Linked DNA regions of Ovis aries: region 2 is linked to region 1. The links are chromatin contacts, called in public Hi-C maps. All regions are on one chromosome and are shown on one strand. Each heading gives the region's core, a stretch centred on a gene start, on an enhancer-like site or on the middle of the called end of the contact. The rest is flanking DNA. Distances are from core to core; before and after follow the strand shown.

Region 1 (3,113 bases), core at 446-2,945:
CTAAGTTGATTTTCTCCAGAGAAAGGTGGTCAGGAATAGCCCCCTGTTAATGTCGGAGGAGTTGGTGAAAGTCATGAAATAGTAAAACAGACAGATTCTGGTTTTGGAGTAGATGTTCGAGAAAGCCTAGGGAGCCCATTGAGTTCTGAAGCCTTGCTTAACAGTTCTCTTCCACATGACCTTGTCATGGGTGGGATCTCCCGTGGTGGCTCCCGGCACTTGGCCTCGTCTTTCCTGTTTCTGCTAGTTCTACATTTCTCATTAAACAGGTCTCCGAGTTCCTTCCCTGGGGCTTTTGCACTTGCTTGTCCCCTGCCTGGGGCACACCTCCCTGATCTTCTCACTTCTGGCCTCTTCTTATAATTCAAACCTTCACTTCCCACCCCATCTGAGACCCCAACCCTAAACCTCAGAACCTCCATGACGTCTATGGCAATTATGTCTGAATGAATTGAAAATGTTATATGGTTTACAAATAGTCTTCTACCCTGCATGTAGAAAGATAATGTGCTTCTAATTCTAAAAATTTGAGTGTGAGTTGAATGTGCCAAAATGAAACCAAAAAATTAAAATGTGACAATATCCAAAAAAAAAGTGCCTTCATAACAGACCTGGAAATCTCTTTGTTTAATAAGCTCCCCAAGTGATTAATAAGACCCAGGCAGGTCTGGCACATACTGCCTCACTCCCTTCCACTTTTCTCATCTTCCCCTTCTTCAGGAAGCTCAGCCCGGAGCCAGAAACGGGAGGCCCGCCTGGACAAGGTCCTTTCAGACATGAAGCGACACAAGAAGCTAGAGGAGCAGATCCTTCGTACCGGCAGGGACCTCTTCAGCCTGGACTCAGAGGACGCCAGCCCCGCCAGCCCCCCGCTCCGGTCCTCAGGAAGTAGTCTCTTCCCCCGGCAGCGGAAATACTGAGGGTGCTGAGTCTGCCTGCTGGAGCCTTGGCCCACCTTCCCTCACCCAGGGTCTTGGGCAAGAGGAGAGATGCTCCCAGACTCCCACCACAACACCTTGCCGGAAGGAGGACTGACGTGTGTGTGTGTGTGTGTGTGTGTGTGTGTGTGTGTGTGTTTTCTCTTGAACATCTGTTGGGAGACCTGAGCCAAATTTTCTGAATCTAAAATAAAAAAAAATTTTAAAAGCAAGTTACCTTCTCTTAGAGGAGAGGCTGCCGCTGAAGCCAAGATCCTTGTGGAGAAGCAGGACTGTACTCACCCTGACTGCAATTGAAGGCAGATGGGGTAGAAGTGAGCTCAGTCAGCACCTGCCCCCTGCCTCAGGCTGTGGACCCTTCCCAGTGTGCATCCAGGGCTGCCAGCTGGCTGTGGGGTGGGCATTCCCCACCACTGAATGAGGTCAGTGCCTTCAGCTGTAGTAGGAGCCACCTTGTTTTTCTTCATTAGTTGTTCAATCGTGTCTGACTCTTTTGCGACCCCATGGACTATGTAGCCCCATGGACAGGCTCCTTTGTCCATGAGATTTCCCAGGCAAGAATACTGGAGTGGGTGCCATTTCCTTCTCCAGGGGATCTTCCTGACCCAGGGATCAAACCCGTATCTCCTGACTTGGTAGGCAAGTTTCTTTACCACTGAATCACCTGGGAAGCCGCCTAGAGGTGGAGAAAAAAAAGAAATGAGAACCAGCTGCTAGGGCCCTTTAAATCCCAAGCCCCACCCCTGAGCCTGCTCTGTCGGGAAGTGATCCCCAGGGCTGGGTGCTGGAGTTTCCCTGAACTGAGGAGTCTGTTGCAGCCAAGCCACACTTCTGGATGTAAGTACTTCATAAAGGCCCCAAACCAGTGAGTGGGACCTTGTGGCTCTCAAGTCCCTCTTCAGCTCTGTTGTGCCTTCTTGAGGCTTCAGCTGGGGCAAGTGGTCCCTGAACCAGAACTATGAGAAGATGGATGGCGGCTTAGCCTCGGGAGGGTTTGCTTTCTTTTTTTTTTTCTGGCTTCTGAAGTAAAGGTAGATCAACTTGTCACCTTGCCAACACCCCCAGACCCGAAATCTCAGGCCTTTCAGACCTCCAGCTCCCCCATCAGCAGTAGGGGCAGAGGAAACCTAAGGGATCCATTTAGAATCCCTCCTCCAGTCAGATTGGTCCCTGCTAGATTTATCTTGCCTGTCCCCTTAAGCTCTTAGAATGTAATTTTTTTTTTTTTTCCTCCATTGAGATTCCTCAGCTCTGCAGACATCAGTGTGTTCCCCTCTTCCCTGCTCAGGGCTGTGTCAGCTGTGGGCCTTGCAGATCATTTGAGAAATCATTGGCAGAGTAATCTTAAGGAAGGCTTGATTTCCGGAAGACACGGAGTTTGCTGAGCAAGGCTCTGTTTGGTTTTTGTTTTTGACGGGGCGGGGGACAGGGTGACCAAAGTGTAAGGAAGCTCTATTTTGGACCCACTGGCCTGTAATTCTGGGGATCTTAGAAGCACAGAGGGTTGGGCGGCGGCGGGTAGTAGAAGCAGGTTGTGCCCTCTTTGCTCCATATCCGCGTAGGCCCCTAGATTTTATGGGGAGGAGGGCTGGCAGTCAGTAGGGTGCCAACTGACTCCCAGAAGCTTCTGCATGTTGCCACCCTTGGCACACAGGACACCCGACCTGCCCTGGGGGCGAGGCTTTCTGGACAGGGCAGTTCTTTAAAGCCATGAGCATGTAGGGCAGCCACGTTGAATGGCTCCTTGTTGGGTGCTGCCTTCCTAGGTTGCAGAGAATACCTTTGAACTGCACTGGCACTATCTCCTGAAGAGTACCCAGCCCCACCCAGGTCCCAAAGTCCTGACTCTAGAATCTTACTGACATTTTTGCATGAGAAGCCACACTACTTCCTGGTTTGGCGGTTCTGCAGACATAGTGGGCTGCAGTCCATGGGGTCTCTGAGAGTTGGACATGACTGAGCAACTTCACTTTCACTTTTCACTTTCATGCATTGGAGAAGGAAATGGCAACCCACTCCAGTGTTCTTGTCTGGAGAATCCCAGGGACGGCGGAGCCTGGTGGGCTGCTGTCTGTGGGGTCGCACAGAGTCGGACACGGCTGAAGCAACTTAGCAGCAGCAGCAGACATAGTACCTCGGGTGGAATTCTGGCTCCATCCCTTGATCCCTGTGCAA
Region 2 (3,113 bases), core at 246-2,745, 69 kb before region 1:
CTTGGTGGGCTACAGTCCATGCGGTCGCAGAGTCGGACATGACAGAACACTTAACGCAACGTGATATGTGTTTTACAATCAATGGTGTCTTATATTTAAGGATATGTGGACCCAGTCTGATGTCCAGCTGGAATATTACACTTGGTTAACGCCCATGTTGTACTGATGACTAAGTATTTCACGTTTCGCCTCTGGCTACTATTGCCATCTCTTTGGTTGGACGTGAGAACTTGTTCATTCCTCACTTTTGGGGTCCCCAACAGACTCCACCACCCATCCTTCTCCAGATGAAACCCCCATTGGGTGCTGAAGGCCTTTTAGGATATCATTAGTTGGGAGAGATACGCAGCTGCTGAGCCTCTGAGAGGACCAGAGCCTAGGTCAGTTAGGGAGTAAGGAAGGGATGGGTGGGGGCCCGTGTTCAGATATCAAACTTCATTCCGTGCTAGGTCAGGACTCAGAGGTCTAAGCAGAGGGTCTAAATCCAGCCCCCCAAGCACACATGCGCACCCGCACCCCTGAGGTCTTGCCCATTTGTGTGGCCATTCCTACCCTCACCTCGAACCTCTCTCTCTCTCTGACCCATCTGGGTGCCTCTGGGAGGAACAAGAGCATGAAGGGCCCCAAGGGTGAAGGTCCCCAGGGTGCTTCCTTCTGGAAGGGCTTCAGTCTGGAGTCGCCTCTCCCCTCCCAGAATCTACTCTCTTCTCCACCCTTTGCCAGGAGGAGAGAAAAACAGGTCTCAGCCACAGAGGCTCTTTCTTCAAGGGGAGGCTGGGGGTCCCAGTCTGTCTTGAGGGATCAATTCTACCCCTCTGCCCCCTTTTCAACCCTGGACACCAGCGATGGGAAAGGAGCAGATCAAGAAAACATCAAGCTCACCCCAGATGGGAAAGCTCCAGACAGGCCAATACCTTCATCTTTCAAGCATCAGATGTGTGTTGAGTGCCTGCCATGGCCAGGCTCTGAGCACACCGTGGAGATTCATCTAGCAAAGATGCCGGGCAGAAGTGGCTGGTGCCTTGGCCGATGTCCTGAACTAAAGGGGCAATTCTCACAGGACACGGACCAGAGATGCCACCTGGGCTACACCTATGCTGCGATACACACTTCCACCCCAGTGCCCTCCTGTCCTGCCTCCAAGGAAACAAGGACACTCTCTGCCAGGCAGCCTTCCCTGCTCCAGGGATCTTAGATCTTCGAGGACCAGCTCCTCCGACCTGCAGGGGGATAGCTGAACCCTCATGGAACTGGGTGTCAGGACAGAAATGGGGACCCAAGATGAGCAGGGAACTGAAAGGCAAAAGCCTTGGGCTCAAGAGGGAGTCAGAGTCTAGTAGAGGCAGAAGGGAGACGTGTACCAGGAGTCTCAAACTCAGATGCCTCTAGGATCCAAGCACGTGAGACAAATGGGGGAGGCTGGAAGAAGACGCAGGGGAGCAAACTGTGGCCAACCGGAGAATGTGGGTGGCAACCACAGCATCCCAATTAAAATAGAAAAAAAGCAAGCTGCCAGGCTGAATCTCAAGCTCACCCTTGAACAGAAAAATGAACCAGTCCTCCCAGCCTGATCCTAAATGCAAGCACTGGGAGGGGATTCCCCCACCTGCCTAGAAGAAAAGGGAGCGTAGGGAGGCAAAAACAATTCATGCTCTCCTTGCAAGGGTGGATTTCCAGGCAGAGGAGACTGTAGGCAAAGGGTCAGAAGTGGGAAATGGCTTGGATTGTTTGGTTAAGATTTGAGGCTGAGATCAGGAGAGGCGAGATGACTAGGAGCTGGGCAGCATCCAGACCACAAAATGGTAGGTCAGAGGACTTGGACTCTGTCCCAAGAACAATCAGATTGAAACTGGAAAATGAGATAAGCATATTTGCAGGAAGATCTATTTGAAGGGGCCAGAGTGGCTGTAGGCAGGCCAAGGGAAGGCTGATACCGCTACTCAGGGGCTTGAATGTGGGTCATGGCAGGTGGTCAGCAAGAAGGGAGGGCAGGTAGGAGAAATAGTATCTGCAAAGGCTCAGGGCGCAGATGGAACCTGATGGGTTCAGGGCCAGAGGAAGAACTGGGTGTGGCCATGAGAATGAGGAGACAGGGGTGAATGGCCAAAGTCTCACATTTCACCTGGTATCTACCTGGTATCTTCCTTCTTCCCTGACCAGCCTGAGACTAGGCTCAGATGACTTCCACAGGCTGCCCCCACCCAGCATAAAGCCAATGTCCATTAAAGCAAACATGCCCATCAAAAATCAGGTGCAAATCAAGGCAGCATATACAGCATCATCACTGCCGGCTGCTGGGGGAGAAGGAAACACACGTTTATTTAACTGAGGGCCCTTGCTCAGCACGTGTAGGTCTTATTCTCAGTTCATGCTTATGGGAGTGGGGATGTTAGTAACTCCCGTTTGCTCAGGAAACTGAGGCTTTATGAAGTTAAGAATGTTGCTTAGGGTCAATAAAGTGGAGGAGCAGATTCAAAAACAAGTATTTGTTGAAAGCCTACTATGTGCCAGGCACTGTCCTAGACGCTGGATATACAACAATGAGCAAACGGTGAAAAAGCCCTAGTCTCATGGAGTTTATATTCTAGTGGGGGGCTCTGTGTGGGGGCGGGGCGGGGTAGGGAAGAGAATAAACAATGGAGTGGCGAGGGGAGAATAGACAATAAAAAAAATACCGAAGAATACCGCCAAATCCCCTTATGGCCACCAGAGGGCACTGCAGTCACAGCACCGTCCATTCTGCTCTGATTCCATCTTCCTTTCCGATTTCAAAGATCCTAGGCTAACAGGCGAAGGCGATGGCACCCCACTCCAGTACTCTTGCCTGGAAAATCCCATGGACGGAGAAGCCTGGTGGGCTGCACTCCATCGGGTCGCGAAGAGTCGGACACGACTGAGCGACTTCACTTTCACTTTTCACTTTCATGCATTGGAGAAGGCAATGGCAACCCACTCCAGTGTTCTTGCCTGGAGAATCCCAGGGACAGGGGAGCCTGGTGGGCTGCCATCTATGGGGTCGCACAGAGTCGGACACGACTGAAGTGACTTAGCAGTAGCAGCAGCAGGCTAAGAGGCTATGAATAATGTGCAGCATCTGCCCAAGAAGGAAAGCC

Evidence for each region. A called contact is a pair of places that touch in the nucleus more often than the background predicts.
Region 2: a contact with region 1 is called in a Hi-C map of omental adipose tissue, with 1.9 times the contacts expected there. The contact joins the enhancer-like site here to the promoter of MVP in region 1. A contact is called at or near these places in 6 of 16 Hi-C or Micro-C datasets (blood, muscle, omental adipose tissue and 1 more).

Annotation. Positions count from the first base shown.
Region 1 is chr24:26,935,518-26,938,630 of ARS-UI_Ramb_v3.0, reverse strand. MVP (major vault protein) reads left to right here and starts at 1,695. Exons shown (of 15, transcript XM_042240079.2): 1 at 1,695-1,775. It overlaps PAGR1 (PAXIP1 associated glutamate rich protein 1), which reads left to right. Exons shown (of 3, transcript XM_042240083.1): 3 at 721-1,150. The coding sequence ends at 920.
Region 2 is chr24:27,004,788-27,007,900 of ARS-UI_Ramb_v3.0, reverse strand. No RefSeq gene overlaps it. Among named protein-coding and RNA genes, the nearest start is that of C24H16orf54, 12 kb to the right of the region's middle. Within about 2 kb of position 1,495, at least 4 of the 54 cell types and tissues checked have an H3K27ac peak or open chromatin away from gene starts, as enhancers often do.